Linked DNA regions of Zea mays: region 2 is linked to region 1. Evidence: chromatin contacts called from public Hi-C data. All regions are on one chromosome and are shown on one strand. Each heading gives the region's core, a stretch centred on a gene start, on an enhancer-like site or on the middle of the called end of the contact. The rest is flanking DNA. Distances are from core to core; before and after follow the strand shown.

What was found. Hi-C and Micro-C count contacts between places; a contact is called where the count stands out from the background.
Region 2: a Hi-C map of leaf shows a contact between it and region 1, with 9 times the contacts expected there. The contact joins the promoter of LOC103640814 here to the promoter of LOC100275944 in region 1. A contact is called at or near these places in 2 of 25 Hi-C or Micro-C datasets (ear and leaf).

Annotation. Positions count from the first base shown.
Region 1 is chr10:8,246,875-8,252,951 of Zm-B73-REFERENCE-NAM-5.0, forward strand. LOC100275944 reads right to left here and starts at 4,818. Exons shown (of 9, transcript NM_001149868.2): 1 at 4,118-4,818; 2 at 3,918-3,986; 3 at 3,714-3,796; 4 at 3,548-3,621; 5 at 3,380-3,432; 6 at 2,665-2,704; 7 at 2,430-2,575; 8 at 1,963-2,059; 9 at 1,345-1,715. The coding sequence starts at 4,504. The coding sequence ends at 1,597.
Region 2 is chr10:8,523,347-8,529,456 of Zm-B73-REFERENCE-NAM-5.0, forward strand. It overlaps LOC103640814 (WD repeat-containing protein 48), which reads left to right and starts at 3,935. Exons shown (of 18, transcript XR_004853109.1): 1 at 3,935-4,240; 2 at 4,900-5,031; 3 at 5,172-5,330; 4 at 6,013-6,075.

The DNA of each region.
Region 1 (6,077 bases), core at 3,568-6,067:
ATAACCTATATTCCATGTATATGTTACTTTTTAACATATATGAGTAAGCTTACCTGATATAATATGGAATACCTGCCGGAAACCCTACCTAATACCCTGTCCGTCAAGCCTCTTATTAGTACTCCCTGCGTCAAAAAAATACAAATATCTTTTTTCCAAGGTGCCAATTAGTTCAAAATTTAACTGCATTTACCTAAGATAGTATCAACATTTAATATCTATATATATATATAGTATGAAAATATATTATACAATTAGTGTAATAATATTAAGCGGTCCTCGAAGTTAGCACACTGTGTCACTTGGACCATCGAACTCAGAAAACCAGTAAAATGGGGTCATCTAACTTAGTCGGATAATATAAAATCGTCCAAAAACCAGAATTGCTCAAACCAGATACTGACGTGTCATGCCACGTTGTAGCACACTAATCAAAGTTCGTGGACCTAAATGATACATCATGCTAAATTCAAGAACCAAATGACACAGCATACCAAGTTCAAGGGCGGATGTGGATCCATGTTTGGCTGAGTGGGGGCACAGGCTCCCACTCAATTTTCTGGTTCTAGTGGAGTTTTTATCTTATTCACTGTACCTATAAATGTTCATTAGTAAGTAGGCTTCTATTTAGACCCCCGCTTAGATTTTAGGCTCACACTCAAACTTTTGGCTGGGTCCGCTCCTAACCAAGTTCGGGAAGACGGGAACTCACTCCAATGTGAAACGCCACGTCGACATCCAGTTAGAGCAAACTCGGTTTTGGACGGTTTTGTATAGGCCGATTAAGATATAGGACCTGTTTAGCTATTTTTCTGAGTTAGGGGCTCAAGTGATACAACGTGCCAAATTTGAGAACAGCTAAACAATTTTACTCATAAATATTAGGCTTTTGCGTATATTTAGCAGAATTGATACTAATTGACTCCTAAAAAGCGAGCGAGATATGCACTGTTTTTTTTTTAATAATAGAGTGGAGCAACATTACCAATATTGTGTTGAATGGCACATTACGTTTTGAAACATAGAGAACTAGACAAGGATAGAGGGTTGGTATATGTATTTCTTTTAGACGCGTGTGTTACCTGGAGATGGTCCAGATGGATGATATACACAGTTTGTGATCAAATATGATCTTTTTGGTACAACATACTCAAGGAATTACTAGTATCGAATTCTTGTGTCTCCTTTATATTGTGGTCCAAATAGAATGTAGGTGTATGATTTTAGGATTTTTCGCATGGAAATAAACATGCATATTATCATATCAAGCATTCGATAACTATCATGTACGTAATCCAGCCATATGCATGATCTACCGGCCATATCTTTATCAGGCAGGAATGTGAATGTCATTGAATAATAACACAATTTGCTTTCCTTCTGTTCTCCAATCTTAAAGAGAGGTACAAAAGCGTAGCCTCATGGACTAGGCAGTATATATATCCCTATAATATCAGTGAGCTGGACTGCAGGGCTACAAATCAAACTGGGAAAACAAGAGTTTGCTTCTTAAAATTTCTTTCTTTTTTTTCTTTTTGCTAGTACAGAAATAAATACGCTGAGTCCGCTACAGATCCGATGGTGGTCAGGCAGAGATCACCGGTGCTTTGCCGGGAATCCGGCGCTGCTGCCGCTCTTGCGCACGAAGGTGTTCCTGTTCTTCGGCTTCGGTATGTCGTGGATATCCATCACTTGTATCGTCCTCTGCTTTTTCGCTGAGAAGGAAGAGGGAAAAAAAAGATGTTTATTTTCGTTCAAAAAAGAAGATGTTTAGAGACATGGTTATCAGTATCACTGCTGTTGGATCTCACTGGCATAGCATTGGCCTGAATTTAGCACGTCATTTTGACAAGTTCACTGGGAGATCAGACAACGAATTATTCCTAGTGAGAGACTATTTAACTTTGTATGTAAAGCTCTAAGTCAGTGCTAAGTACACGGAGCGCGCCATTGAAATCTTACCGTTTTGCGCTTCCTGGTAGTTTTCCTGAAGCCTCTTCCTAGCTGAGTCTAGCTTCTCAGAATCCAAAAGAGTGTTCTTTTGCTCCCGTATTGCTCTCTGCGGAGAGCAATTACAAACATGATATCACACGAAAGAGTAGGCACTGTTGTGCTAAACGTGAACAGAGCAAAGCCAGAAGACTAAGAGAAGTTAAAGCCTAGCTACGGTAAAATATCATTTTTTTTCACTGCTCTGCGTGATGATACACCAATGCGCAGCGGGCAGTATATAGCGAGGCTACCGAACAGATGACAAGTCCATGCTGATAGAGAGAGCATTGACCCTACTTCCTCTTTCCTTTTTTCAGGGAGGACTGAACTTATTTCCAAGCCTTTTTGTTGTACAATAAACAAAACTGAGTGCATGGTCCCTATACAATGACAGGTACACCTGCAAGAGAAAAAAGGAAACCAGAGAGGAGACTTACAGCTGGTGCTGACGATGAAATACTGGAATAGTTGTTGCTGTTGTTCTGCTTGGTGTTATTGTATGCAGGAGCAGGGCTCGTTCTACGCTTCTCCATTGTTGACTCCACCAAATTGTGGTTGCTAGATCTCTCTGAGCTCAAAACATCTACGGTTCAGAAAAAATAGGACCATCAGTCGGTCATGCAATGTGCAAGGTATGCTTAAACCTCTTAAGGAATGGATGTGGGAACTCACTATGCCTCTGTGGGCTGGGGGGATACTTGAAGTCTGAAGCCTGCAATTGCACAATAGCAACAGAGTAAACCAATATTTTGTTGGCGAGCATGCCATTAAGACAAGCAAAAGAATTTATAGGTATAAGAAGATTGGTATGACACATTTAGGTTCTGCTTAGACTTTCATATTGGTACTAAGGCCTCATCTGCTCCTCTCTGGCTCTTGTTTCAGCTCCTCAGAAGAGCCCTACCAAACAAGGCACGTGTGCTACAAAGTATGACACTTAGGGAGTAAATGTTTGATTGGTACACTATTTCTTGTTTACAGAATGGATTTACTAGAAAGGGAAATTGAGCTACACACCTTTAGTAGGATACTGTCCACAGGTCAAATCTTTTAAAAAAAATGGATTTAACTGAGTTGGTTAGGTGATCTGAGTAGCGCTCCTCAGGTTCTGAATTTGACTCCCCTTGAGAGCAAATTTTATGCGGGGATAAAAAAATCCCTTCGTCTGTCCCATGCCGAAGCACTGGTCTAAGGTCCTGGCACTGGTCGTGGGTTAAAAAAAAGGGTAAAATTGCCCTTGTCTATCCGACACCATGTGGCTGTCTTACCACTGGTAGGTCGAGTTTTTTTTATCTGGTGTGGCACAGTTATTTTATTTGCAATTACTAAATTAATATATACAAGAAACAAAAGATCAGCCTAAATTGGAGCGTGGAAGAATAGTTACATGAGTATTTTGATGGTACTTGGATTGAACTTTGTCAGGTGAGTCACCATCGCCTACCACCATGAATGAAAAGGTATCAAAACTATCACCAAACACGAAGTAATTCGAAAAGCTTTGGAGCTAAACACAACACATTAGAGAAGTTCAACATTCTGTACAGCACCATACTTATGATGGAGCCACTACCATCACCACATGAGTTGTGCAGCCTCACCCAATCATCCACTATTTCCTTCCATTTCCTTCAAAACCAAAGACAAAGACAAATCCACAATCAGATTATCGGAAGACAGTTGTCTTGTCGATCCAATGGAGCAGTCAGCTGATTCATCACCTAACGAGCAGCTTCACCAGTTGCCGGACCTCGCTGGATGGGTGCTTACGCAGGCCATTCACATGGCGGCCGATGTCCGTGTCCTGCAAAGACAGAATCACAAAATTTTCACCCCCTTGAGCTGTGCTGCCTAAAGAAAGAATCGAAACCAATCTTTCCTTCAACATTACCAACAAAAAGCCAAGCAAAAAAAACAAGTTTGACCTGGAGAGCCTTGTAAGTGATATCCATGTCTGCTAGGTTCTGCAGTAGGCTCACTATGTCGTCCTCAGACTGTGAGAAGACCACAAGACAGAGGTACATATTGCATCGAAGCAGTGAGCTCCTTATCTACTTTTTTGTCGGCAAATTGTAGCACTGTCAAAGTGTCAATCAAAAGCGGTATAGATGGGATATTTGAGGACCTGGTCCGGGTCCTCCAGGAAATCCCTGATCGCCAGAATCTTGCTCTCCATGCCAGCGTCGGCCGCGTCGTCGACGTCGTCGAGGCCGTCCGCGTCGACCTCCTGTTCAGGCGAGGCCGGAAACGCCGACGCCGCCGCCGCAGGAGAAGCAGCAGCAGCGACGGCGTCATTCGCCTTCCTCGGCTGAGCAGGCGCCGGGGTTGCGTCGGCGTCGCAGTTGCGGCAGCGGGCTGCCCCTGCGTAGAGGCGCTGGACGATGCCGTCGCGGCGCGCGCGCAGGTCGCCGGGGCTGTCCCGCGCGGCGGCGGCGAGCGCCGCGTCCACGAGGTCCCACACGTCGCCGCCGAACGCGGCCAGCGCGCGGCGGAGGCGCCCGTCGGAGCTCATAGTGGCGTAGAGGGTCGCCGGCCCACCGAAGATCCGGTAACGCGATAGGCGGAAATCCTCGGAGGCAAACAAACGCTAGGCTGCCGAAGCACTGGGCGCCGGCGCCTTTGGCTTGGGCGCAGCCATGCCGATGCCGGGACGGATCGGTGGGAAATGGCGATCCGGACTGGAGGAGGAGGACGAGGGCGAGGCGCTACTGTGGGGAATCGGACAGGGAGGGGGACACGGGAGGGCAGATTGGAAGCGAGGTTCTGGACCCGTTAACGGCGTGGTGCGGGTGAGTTCATGGTTGGTTGGGAAAGCTGCAATATGGGGACCAAAATTTCCTATGGGTACATTCGTTGTTCCCACGGCCTGATTTGGCACATTTCGTTGTGTCAGTTGTTTTATTTTTTTTCAAATAGATAAAATCGTAATATTTTTTTATTCAACTTTTGTTAATAGAACGCGTGAATCGCAATTGCTAGATGGATTAACTTTTGAATTCATATATATATATGAGTTTTCAATATTGAAAAAACTCTGATTCTAATTTTCCGAAGGGAAATTCAAGATGCGCATTGTTTTTTTCCCAATGAATGCAAAAAATGATTTTATGTCATTTTAACTTATTTGTTACATTATAATTGAAATATAGTACTACCTCGTTCTTAAATACTTGTCACCGATTAGTTTATTTTTTAACTAAAACACGATAAATAAAAATGAAAGGAAGAAGTACTGTATTATTACTCATAGTATCACCTGGAATCTAGAAACTAGTTTATCCCATCACAAGTCATAACTGAAACATGAAACTATTTGGTTGCTCACACCAATCGCTACCCATGTCATGTGTACGCAACTCGTTTCTTCATGGTGAAATGGTGTAACGAAGATTCAAAACGGTTGCTTCCTTCGTGCATGGTTCATGACGCGCGTACCAAGTAGTGTTGACAATCATTGTTACAATCAGTTTTATTTGTTCAATATACCGACATCATATTTATATATAATAAAAAATAGTTGTTATAGAGCACATGGTTATATAAGTAGAGTTATATAAGTAGAAGAGCAAATTTGAACAAATCACAACGCTTAGAAGGTTGTATAGTATGCTGAGATGGTAATTCTAGAGCATCTATATTACATAGCACTGCAGTAGTGTTTTTCGAGGGCTGGGATCACATAAACAACTTCGTTAGCTTGGTTATATTTGTACAAAAGCGTTTGTGATCCAAAAGTGATAATAGTCGTCATAGATACGCAAAGCAATTAAACAGATATTAAACTCGAAAGATTTTCATCAGCTCACTACCGGAATTTGGCTCTTTACCGAGTACTATATTCTTTGCCGAGTGTTTTTTTTCGAGCACTCGGCAAAGAAGCTCTTTGCCAAGTGCCACTCAAAAAACCCTCGATAAAATAAAACACTCGGCGAAGAAGCTCTTTGCCGAGTGTTTTATTTTTGACACTCGGCAAAGAATTTCTTTCTCGAGTGTCTTTTTTTGACACTCGGCAAAGGGCTCTTTGCCGAGTGTCACAAATACAACACTCGACAAAGATCTCTTTGCCGAGTGTTTTTTTCCAACGC
Region 2 (6,110 bases), core at 2,685-5,184, 280 kb after region 1:
AATAAAGCCGCAGGCCGGCAGTACTTACGCCGGTTTTGAAAAGAGCAACGAGATTTACCAGCTGTTTTGTTCGTTTACTAATTGGATTGGAAAATATTAAGGCTTATATTAAATCTCTAACCACCACAAATATAAGCCAATTTTGGATTATTTGTTGTCGGCAACATTTTTTAGCTCTAGCATTCTGTATCCAGAAGTGTATATATATAACTCTTTTATATTTAAAATGATAACTGGACCATCATTAATTATTTGAAAAATTCATATACACTGATAATGTATCCAGACGTGTATCTCCGGTTTTGTCGCAAGTGCCCTTCCTTGTCTGTATGAAAGCCGATAAATAGGTTGGAGCTGCTGGTAGGATCGGACAAAGCCTGCATTTCTCAGTTCATGTTGGATGTCTTCCGGCGCATCATTTGTATTTGTCAGGCTGAGCTGGACAAGGTTTGGACGGACGAAGCGAAGATCATTAAACTCAACGACAGCCGGTCATTGCACAGTTCCATCCAACTCTACAGTCTGAAGATATCGAAGGCGTTCTCCGGTGAAGACGCAGCAAGAGATCTTGTCGCCTTTGAGCTTCAAGTGGCCAAGGAGATGCATTTGCCCGAGGGCAGTGATCAGCGCAGCGCCGTGTCTAGCGCCAATGAGTCCGTGCAGCTCTAGCGACCGGAGTTTGGACATCTTGAGCAGTGGGCAGTTATCTTGATCCCATTCTTCTTCAGTAGCCATCATTCCTGTGTGCAGTTAGCTAATTGTAGTTTGATCTCAGAAAACCACTTGTTTGTAGCTTCTGGCTGTTAATTAGTGACACACTCTGCTAGCATATTCTTTGGCTATTAATTAGCTTAAAAATAATTGTTGTGCATCACAAGGCATGACCTGCAGTAGTGAGTGCACCCATATAACACTAGCTCAGCTTTGATTCTGATCAAGCTCATCATATCTCTACTTCTTATTTTTTTTGCAGGTTTGATATCAGGTAAACATCTGCTATTCGACACTTCTGTACAGATAAGCAGAAAGGAGCAGGTCCTCATTTTTTTATATGTGCAATGTTGCTTTCATGCTACACGAGAGGGGTGAATGCTAGTTGTAAAACAATGGATTATTTGAAATAATGCAGATGAGATTTTCACAATTGTTCTTATGTACTGCAATATTTGAAATAAACAGCCCTTGCAAGATGTTAGGGTCCTCCTAAAACATATGAATGGCCATTAGATTAGTCTAACATTACTCTTTAGGCTTCCTGGACCATGTAAGCAGTCTTTCACAAGTCCACGATGACTTTATTGAAAATATGGAGTTAGCACACATAGGTAGAGATAGTAATTGAGTGGTAGCTGTTAATTCTTGAACTATTGAATTTGGCAAGGACATCAGTTATTGAATTTGGCAAGCAAAGATTTATCCCTGATTTGGCAAGGACATGTTGCAGGAATTTACATGCATGGCGTCTGTTTTCCATATTACTATACTGGTAAACTAAAGCTACAAACATGGAGACAAGCATATTAACTCATTTAATGCCACATTCACAGGTGATATCCTCGAACTTTAGTTTTAAATGATATCAGTGCCAGCTTCCAATGCTTATTATACTTGTTTGCATATTGATATATTTGTTCAAGTTCTTCAAGCTGATGGTGCTAAGTGTGCTCCCTTCCTACTTTCAAGCTTATAGTCTTGTTTAAATGGAATTGTTTTGCGCAGGAGGTTTGCTTTTGGAAACATCTTCAGTGCTAATTTGAGACAAGCTCCTGCAAGGCAAGCTGCACTGGACACAGGGATACCAAACACTGCTGTTTGTGCTTTTTATGATTGAGGAATACTTGAAGAATCGTACTTGAGGTCTTTATCTTGTGCTGAGATGCATGTTCTTTACCTACCGAACATCAGGTGTGTAAATTCATCATCATTTACTTGTTGTTAGTTATATTATGATGTAACTCAGCAAATATCATTTGTACATGTATATTAGACCCCTCCACTACCTTGCTGACGCATGAACCAGAAGACATGTTAGACTTTGTCGAAACCCTCTTCGCTAGTGGAGGTATCGACCATCACTCGTCACAGTACCCCGATGGCGGTCGGCGATCGTGAGCTTCCATGTTATGTATTGTGATACTTGAGACTTTCATTATGACTATATATGAGATATTGTCTCTTATTAGTACTGGATGAGATGTGTCTTATTATGACTATGGATGAGACTTTTATGATGTAATTGATGAGACTATGGATTCAAATATTGTTATGTGATTGTGTGTGAGATGTTTTATGTGAAAATATGTTGTGCTATATAGTATTGATATATTTGTTATGTTGTGGAATGTGGTGTAAAATAAAAATAAACAACATTTGTAATGCTGGTCAAATTAACTTCCTAGATGCCAACTGGGTCGTAGGAAGTTAGCCAGCTAACTTCCTAGGGGCTACAGTCAGCCGTAGGAAGTTAGTCATAGGAAGTTAGTGAGCTGACGGCGCTGACAGCGTGAAGCTACTAACTTCCGAGAACCTACTAACTTCCGAGAGGCTCATTTGGCTGTAGGAAGTTAGCTAACTTCCTAGAGGGCTCTAGGAAGTTAAGCTAACTTCCGACAAAAAAAATTTCGAGAGCCAAACTTTCGACGGGATGGCTTTACTTCCGAGAGTTTAGCTAACTTCCTAGAGTTTAGGGCTAACTTCCTAGGGTTTAGGCTCTAGGAAGTTCACTATTTTGGTGTAGTGGGATAGATATCCCCTAGGTCCACTAAAGGAATAAAAGACCTCACGAAAGGCCCAAGGGCCCAATAACTCGTAAGGTCATTCTTTCGTGGGCCTGGGGTGGAACAACCAGCAAGGGGGAACGACATGAGGCCGATTGGTGCAAACCCGAGCGGCCCACATCGTCGAGCGAATGATCGCAACAGAGACCCGATTTTCCCGCGCGGGAGCCCCCATGCAGCGGAGCCGTGCGAGGATAAGTCGGCGAGGATCACGCAGGATAAACTCGAGAGGTTCACTATCTTTTAGTTACTTGTTGTTATCATACCCACATGTGTTGCCCCACGGTCGAATATATAAGGCCTAGGGGGCACCCCTTCAGAACGATCGACCCTATCTTACTTAGCCACCCACGTAAACTCTCTGTGCCTTCAATCCAGAGAGCCCTCTTGTAACCACGCTCGTATACTCACCAGGACGTAGGGTGTTACGCATCTCTAAGCGGCCCGAACCTGTAAATCTTGTCCACTGTCTCTCGTGCGATCGGCACGAACCATTTTGCTACAGTCGTTGACACCGTCCTACTCCTAAAAACACCTTGAGGGGCAACCCCGGGTGTGCGGTCGGACCCAAAACACCGACACCGGGCCCAAGGGCCGGACCGTCCGCTCATTTTGGTGTCCAACAGGTCGCCTTTTAATATATTGATCAGGTAGCTATGACCGAAGAAAATGCACGCCCTCTATATACTACCTACATTCACAAATATATGACACAATTGAACTTTTTCGAAAACTTTGACCACTCGTTTTATTCAAAATATTTACTCAATAATGTAAAACTTCAAGTAAGCACAAATTATCTTAAGTGATAAAACAAATCACAAAAAATGATAACTTATTATTTTTTGAATAAGATGAGTGATCAAAGTTTTTTTAAAAAGTCAACGACGTCATATTGAACAGAGGGAGTATTAGAGTTCTATTAAATATTTATATTATTTCATTATAAAAGTCGGTGGCTAAAGTTCGTATTTTGGGAACAAATCAAGTTAATTAATTTATTATTTTTCCGAAAGAAGCGGGTAGGACACGAACCAAAAGCAGGTAGCTACGGGACCCCGCGATTTTAGCAGATCGCAGCACCGGCCCGCGCACACCCACCAAACCCGGCCCGCTACTGAAGTGACGTCACTCAAGTGTCCACGGCCCGGCCCACCCAGTCATAGCTAACTACACGACACCCACCTGTCTTCCTCGGCTCCTCCACCCCGGTCCTCTCCTGCCGCGTCGCGTTCGCCCCTCGCAGCGGGCAACTCCCACCGCCGCCGCTTCGCATCCGCCCATCTGCTTCCATCGTCTCACGGAGGTCGCTCACTTCGCCGCCGCCCGCCCCGCCTCTCCCGGTGCCACGGGGCCCTCGGCCGCGCCGTGGCGCTTAAACCCTAGATCTGTGCCTCCGCGCTGGCCGCGGCCGCGTCCCGACGCCGGCACGCCGCCGATCGCCGCACGTCGCTCGATCCCAGGTGACGATCGATTGCTGATTGCTGCGGATCGCGTACCGTGGTCACGCTGCTTAGTTCAGCTCTAACAACTGATCGCTCCTCCTCCACTGTTACCGATTAATGGCTTGATCGGTGCCGAGTCTGTTTTAGGTCGTGCCCGGCTCTCTGCTCGGGCGGCACGTGTGGTCCGGTGTTGCAGCGGATGTAGAATTTTGACCTTGTTCTCTAGCTGTGAATGACAGTATTATAGGCACAGACTTATAGATTGATGTGCGTTTTGCGTTGAACTGCTCATCGAACAGATGCTCCCAATTCGGTAGTTTATGGCTTGTTTGGATACATGCGTGAAGTTTTCAGCTGATAAGATTTTAGGAAATGTTGTTTTTGGCATTAAGTGTTTTTATAATGTATGGGTCTAAGGGAGGCCCAGAGTGTCTACCTTCCGTTATTTTGATCTCTGAATTGCCGCCTTTCACACGAAGGGCGGTCACGCGTGTCACGTGAAGGGTGGTCACATGATCTGCAGCATAGCACTACTAGATGTTGGACCTTAGTGTATCTATGCACAAATTTTCTGATTAGATACTTGCTGAAAGCTATTTCTTCTTGCGCTATGATGGACCATACTAGCTATTTTGTGATTCTAGCGCCCTTACAAAATATTTATCACTGCTTTGCAGGTTTTGCCGCTCGAGTTTAGATAAGTTCCTTCAATGCATCGTGTTGGGAGTGCTGGTAACACAGCTGGCTCGACTCGACCGAGAAAAGAGAAGCGCTTCACATATGTACTCAATGATGCTGATGATAAAAAGGTATGTTTATATTAAATAAGCTAGCTCTTTCAGTTTTTCCCTTTAGATCTAGCTTTTCCTAGGTACTCTATATACATTCGAAACAATTCATATTCCACTCAATGGCGATGATAATGCATTCATTTCTGTTTGTTTTTCAGCATTGTGCGGGGATCAATTGCTTGGCTTATCTAGATGGTTCCATATTTAGTACAAGTGATCATCTTTTTAGCGGGAGCCGTGATGGTACCTTGAAAAGATGGGAATTAAATAATGGGGATGCAAGCTTCTCAGGAACTTTCGAGTCTCATGTTGATTGGGTATGCTTTTTTCTGTTTTTAATAATTAGGCTTACTGTTTCATCAATCAGTGCTTTAAATATCCATTATGTTTATAAATTAGTTATGTTTATGTTTAACATGGTGTCTGTGGTCTATTATTTGGATCCAAAGCTTAGCACATTTCTAGTGTCCATATATTTTAGCATCAACATTCTAATTGACATTTTGAGTTCATTATGTTAACAGACGTTTAGAATTTTAGATTGATATATTCAAGTTGGTTTCCATTATTTTCAGCCCCTTCTTTCTTTTTTCTTTTTCGTGTTCTTAGCTGCAATGTTTAAATCAGAGCACCACAGTTTCATATTCGACAAAAGTGGACAGAAGGGTAATGTTAAAGAAAGACTTCAGATTCTATTCTTCTTTGGCCTATTTGTTTGATGCTGTGTTATACTGTTATTTTTTTAGAAAAAAACAACGTGAGCTGGAAAGAATACTAATCACATGCTTTAGCATTAGTAGTTATCTGTGTCCTAATATGCCTTAGCAGTTATCTGTTTCCCAATATGCTTTGAAGTTTGGAAAGCTGGTGGCATTATATTTATTATTTGGAGATAACTTTTGTTTGAAACTAACATTTAGTTTCTGTCTGTAAGTGGAATACTGAATAGTAGTACCATTGATTGTTTTATGTTGTTTAAGCTTTTTCTTTATTGTGCAGGTTAATGATGCCATTATAGTTGGAGACAAGCTTGTTTCCTGCTCCTCAGACACTACAATAAAGGTTTGTTGTCTAACACTTTCTCTTCTTAAATATTA